Linked DNA regions of Mus musculus: region 2 is linked to region 1. The links are chromatin contacts, called in public HiChIP or PLAC-seq maps. All regions are on one chromosome and are shown on one strand. Each heading gives the region's core, a stretch centred on a gene start, on an enhancer-like site or on the middle of the called end of the contact. The rest is flanking DNA. Distances are from core to core; before and after follow the strand shown.

Region 1 (2,729 bases), core at 79-2,578:
ATGAGGAGCACTTCAAAGGGCTGCCCACGCTCGAAGGGGATGCCGGTGCCTCGCTCCTCACGGCCCCATTTGCCTTGTTCTTTGGTGTTGAAGACAACCTCGGAAGTGTCCAGCCTCGGGTTAAAGTGCAAGGCGGCATCTGCTCCTTGCTCCTCACCGCATAGCAGGTTTACATGGAACCTTCGGGGACAGTAAGCCTCAAAGATCAGCAACCACCATGTGCAAGTTATGTGGTTCCACCGGCACACCCACACCCATAGGGAGTCCCTGTGTTTGTAGCCAGGATCCCCCTCATTTCCAGAGCCTGGAGCTGTCCTAGGTTGTGGGATGGCCTGCTGTGCCTGAGTGGGGTTCAGGGAATCGCACTCCAGATAAGCAGAGTTAATAGCAAGGGACCCCACTATTCCAGGTTATCAATATTCCCACAAAGCCCAAGGTCTCAATTTTAGTAGGTCATGGACTTGATGACCGGGTACCCTGGGCATCCAGGGTAGCTTCAAGATCCAAGAGAGATTTTCATTGTCCTGGAAAACTGGACATGGAGATCGTAGGACTAACCAGGGATTCTTATTATTGTTCTAGAAGCCTACATTTTTAGGGAGACTTGGGCACACCCACCCACAAGTCTTGGGGAACATCAGTGAAAATATCCAAATTAAGCTAGCAATAGGGACTCCAAGACTCCACATGGCAAACAAGGTTCCAGGGACACCATATGTGGGCTCTAAGAACCAGGGTTCAACTGAGCCAGGAGATGCCCCACCCACCCTTTCCCCTGGAACCTGGGATATCACCTGCCAGCCTGGTCAGGGACCATGCCTCGAATTCTCATGACAGTGCCCACGCGGACGCCCTGAGGCAGGGAGGTCTTGTGCTGGGTAGCCTGTAAGAATTGGGTGGGGCAAGAATGAGAACCAGGGAGACAAAGAAACAGACTGGTCAGCCCCAGCTAGGAACTCCAGGGACCAGGCAGAAACCAAGAGGGATGCAGATTAACGGAGAGGCAGAGACAGGCACACAGACCTGACAGAGACAATGCAGTTAGAAGAAAGCAAAGCCAGCTGGGAGACAACCTATCAGGACGTGCTGGTGAAACCCAAGAGATAGCAGCCAGCTCTCCTGATACCCGTTTTTTGCTTTGAAGGGGAGGTTTAAGCTAGTCCCAGCTTCCAGACTTGGCCTTGTCCCAAAGCCCCGTTTCCCCAGCTTGGGCCCCAGTATACTTACAGACATGGCGGGCACAGCAATACAGCAACAATGTGGCCAGTCGCTGTGGGAGGGGACCTTAAGTAAAGGCAAGGTAGTGGTTCAGCTCCTCCCTTTCCATCCAACGCCCACAGCTGGCACAGACCCCTGCCCTAAGGCAAAGCTGTCAAGGCCGGGCGAGTCTCCTCCTGCCCTGCCCCCACACACCAGCTCCCTCTCCCCTTTTCCTAGGCTTAGAGATAGGGACAACCTTTAATACCAAGACTGGGGAGGTTTGCCCTGTGCTCTTCTCACCTCCCCTTTCATACCCCTACCGCCCTGTCAGACACTGGACTCCCCTGGAGATCTAGTGGATCCAGAAAGGCTGCGCAAGCATCAGCCTCCACCCTTTCTGAAAGGAGCCTCTTCCCTGGAGCGCAGGCTGCTCTGCTTTGTCCTGGCCACCTCTGCTTCTGCCGTCAAAGACAGGCATAATAACTCAATGGGGTCCCCAGGAAACCCGCTATTCCTTTTTATCCTATGCTGTGCCCCCACCCTACCCCCCAGGTTACCAAGAGTGTGTTGGCACGTTTGAAGTGGTCAGTAATGGAGTGGCCAGTAACGGAGGGTCAAATAATGAAGTTTCACTAACAGTGGCCAGGCTGCTGAGACCTCTGGGTGTCCAGATGTGTGTCTGAACCTTACCAGGATATGTGGAGTATATCGAGCCACTGTACTGACGTACAGGAAACAGTGCTCATGGGAACAATTTGCCCAAAGATCAAGATCAGCGCTCTGCTCTCTCGCTCTCTCTCTCTCTCTCTCTCTCTCTCCCTCTCTCTTCTCAGTGGTTCCTACTTTTCTTCTTCAGGTCTCTATCAGCTCCTCCTTGGAACTGAGCCCACCTTCCCATCCAATGAGAGTGTGATGGAATATGGGTTGGTGGGTGTCCCGGGCTGCCAGTCACCACCCAGATCAAATGAAACACATTGGGGAAACTTCCAATAGCCTGAGTTTTAGTCTCCCTAGACCAGCACTCTAGAGAAATAGAGAAAGTGTGTGTGTGTGTGTGTGTGTGTGTGTATGTGTGTGTGGGTGTGTGTAGGGGTGACTCATAAAGAATGAAAGAGAAATTTCTGGAAGGCAGGCAAAGGGAGGGTGGGAGCGCTGAGCAGTTACCACTCCTAACAGCCCAGCAGCCTTCCTGAAAGATCTTTCCCATCCCTATCCCCACCACCCTACTCCTGCCCCACCCAGCAGGTGGCAGAGCCGGAGGCCAGATGCATGCTGGGAGTGGAAAGTTGCCTTGGAGATTAGGAACTTGCTACCTCTCCTGCTTCTCTGTCCCAGTTTCCCATATTCAGACCCCCCCCCCACGCCCGCAACACACACAACCCTAGAATACACATCAAGGAATCCCGTGAGGTGGCCCAGAGAGGGCACAGAAGATGCCAGAGAAACGTGGGCGCTGCGATGCTGGGGGAGGAGCCCTGGAGAAGACAGGCTGGAGATGGACCTGATTGCTCCACCTGGAAACCAGCGCG
Region 2 (2,729 bases), core at 163-2,662, 470 kb after region 1:
CCCGTAATGAGATCTGACGCCCTTTTCTGTTGTGTCTGAAGACAGCTACAGTGTACTTATATATAATAATAAATAAATCTTTAAAAAAAAAAAAAGCGCACTGATTGCGGCTTCCAAAGGTCCTGAGTTCAAATCCCAGCAACCACATCGTTGCTCACAACCATCCATAACAAGATGTGACCCCCTCTTCTGGGGTGTCTGAAAACAGCTACAGTGTACTCACATATAATAAATCTTTAAAAAACAAACGGGCTGGAGAGATGGCTCAGCAGTTAAGGTCCTGAGTTCAAATCCCAGCAACCACATGGTGGCTCACAACCATCTGCAATGAAATCTGATGCCCTCTTCTGGGGTGTCTGAAGACTGCTACAGTGTACTTACATACAAACAAACCCTGCCTCAAGCTGACAAGATACCTCAGCAGGTGAAAGTGCCTGCTGTCCAGCCTAAGGAAATGTCTTTAGACTGCCACTCAGAGCTAAGGTGTGTACAATTTAAACACACACACACACACACACACACACACACACACACAACCCTAGGCCTGTGCTGCTGGGCACATAAGGCTGCAATCCCGGCACCCATGAGACTGGGGCACAAAGACCAGTCTGGGCCACTTTATGAGATTCTCCAAAGCACAAAAAAGGCCCCCTAACCGCCTCCCCTGTTCGTGTTCCACCCCTCCTGGAAAACGGAGCTGGGAGCTTACCTCTCAGGCAAGGTCCGGTGGGAATTGGGCCTGGTTTCGGGGAGAAGAGAGAGAGAGAGAGAGAGAGAGAGAGAGAGAGATGTCAAGAGTTGGCCATGTGAGTGGAAAGGCCGGCCCCCGAATTTCTGAAGGAGTGATGGTGATGATGGTGATAAAGCATGAAGCCAGATGCTCAATCCCCTGAGGAGAGCAATCCAGAAGCTTCACTGAAGGAGACTGAGGTCTGACTCCCTCCCGCAAGGTGCAATTCCGAAATTGAATAGCAGGGGACCAGGAAGCGACCGCAGAGCCCAGGGGGGACCGCCCCTTCATCGGGGGTGAGCGCTGCGCGACCTCGGGGGCCGACCTGAGGGAATCAGTGATGTCGCAAGCAGCCCCCCTCGGCCTAGTCCCCAGCTTGCAGCTCACAAAACAAAATGAAGCGGCAGGTGACAGGAGACCTACCTGTGGCCATCTTCCCTCTGGGCCTGGGTCTGGATGGTGGGCGCCATCGCGACCAGGCGACGGCGGCGCGGTAGGCGTCCTCGCTGGCCGCAGGCGGACGCTGAGTGGCGTACCGACTTTGAGAGACGCCGGATCCAAGGACAGGCTCCCGTAGACGCCGGGCTCCGCGGGGAAAGGGGATGAAGTGGGCCGACGAGAAGGGCTCGGGTGTGACTGAAGTAAGAGCACAGACAGCGTCGGACACAGACTTGCAGCTCCCGCTCCGACTGCTACCAAGACGCAGAAGACTAGACAGGTCGCTCCTGGCCGCAAGGCCTTCAGGGAAATAGAGTTTGGTCAGTCCTTCACAGTGATTGGCGAGCTGTGGGTGAAGGGGCGGAGCCGTGGGGGAACTCCTCTTATGATTGGCGAAAAGATATTCCACTCATGGCCTCGGATTTGGGAGGGCGGAGAAAAATGCATATCCTCTTCTCCCATTGGCTAATCTGTCGGTAAGGCATGGCTAACTAGGAGGTCAGCCAACTGAAAAAGCTGAGGAGCTACCGGAGCAGACGCATTTATGACGCATTTCCGGCGTTCTAGCGGAGGAAAATGGCTGCGCCCCAGCCACAGGCTGCAGCGGTTTCCTCTGCGTCTGGTGTGTCAGGCCCGGGTTCTGCCGGGGGTCCGGGTCCCCAGCAACAGCCACAACCGACCCAGTTGGTGGGTTCTGCCCAGAGCGGGCTCCTGCAGCAGCAGCAGCAGGACTTCGATCCTGTGCAGCGCTACAAGATGCTCATCCCGCAACTGAAGGAGAGTCTCCAGGTGATGGGCCCTGCGCGGGGAGCAAGAGGGGCTGGCTGGCGGGCGGGCGGGCTCCGGGGACGAGCGCCGAGGGGCTGTTTGTTGAAGGAGAGATCGTAGGTCGGGAAGAGAAGACAGACTAGCTGTGTTGTGTTTGTGTCTAACCAAAGTGAAGCTCCGGTCAGCTGTAGTGGTGGCGCGTTCTTAATCCCCGTGCTGGGACAGCAGAGGGGGACGGATCTGAGCTCGAGGCCAGTCTGGTCTATAGAGTTCCAGGCCGACCAGGGTCTACATAGTGAAACCCTGTGGAGAGAAAGGAGATGAGGATGAATGACAATTTTTGTTTGTTTGTTTTTTTTTGTTTTTCGAGACAGGGTTTCTTTGTATAGCCCTGGCTGTCCTGGAACTCACTCTGTAGACCAGGCTGGCCTCGAACTCAGAAATCCGCCTGCCTGTGCCTCCCAAGTGCTGAGATTAAAGGCGTGCGCTACCATGCCCAGCATGAATGACAATTTTAACTGTGTATGGTAGTGCAAGCCTTTAATTCCTGCCTTCTGGAGGCAAAGGAAGGTAAATCTTTTGAGTTCCAAGACAGCCTTGGCTACACAGAGAAACCCTGTCCCAAAAAACTAGATGGAAGTGGGGGAGGCAGGAGGAGAAGAGTAAAAAGAGAAACCGTTCTGGTTAAGTTCCGTGCAGAAGTACGGCCTAAGTGTCATTTCAGTCCATGATGACTAGATAAAGGGTATGTCCAGGAAGCTATTAGTGGTAATTCCAAACGAGAGCAGGTTAC

The links. HiChIP or PLAC-seq counts read pairs in DNA pulled down with a chosen protein or histone mark.
Region 2: an H3K27ac HiChIP or PLAC-seq map of thymic regulatory T cells shows a contact between it and region 1, with 3 times the contacts expected there. The contact joins the promoter of Paf1 here to the promoter of Lgals7 in region 1. A contact is called at or near these places in 1 of 39 promoter capture datasets (cranial neural crest), 2 of 484 Hi-C or Micro-C datasets (both in embryonic stem cells), 5 of 115 datasets of contacts at active chromatin or transcription factors (bone marrow-derived macrophages, embryonic stem cells, memory CD8 T cells and 1 more) and 1 of 9 other capture datasets (liver).

What each region holds. Positions count from the first base shown.
Region 1 is chr7:28,862,985-28,865,713 of GRCm38.p6, reverse strand. It overlaps Lgals7 (lectin, galactose binding, soluble 7), which reads right to left and starts at 1,328. Exons shown (of 4, transcript NM_008496.4): 1 at 1,228-1,328; 2 at 795-883; 3 at 1-180. The coding sequence starts at 1,233.
Region 2 is chr7:28,391,679-28,394,407 of GRCm38.p6, reverse strand. Paf1 (Paf1, RNA polymerase II complex component) reads right to left here and starts at 1,412. Exons shown (of 14, transcript NM_019458.3): 1 at 1,154-1,412; 2 at 710-739. The coding sequence starts at 1,200. Med29 (mediator complex subunit 29) reads left to right here and starts at 1,718. Exons shown (of 4, transcript NM_026042.3): 1 at 1,718-1,957. The coding sequence starts at 1,745.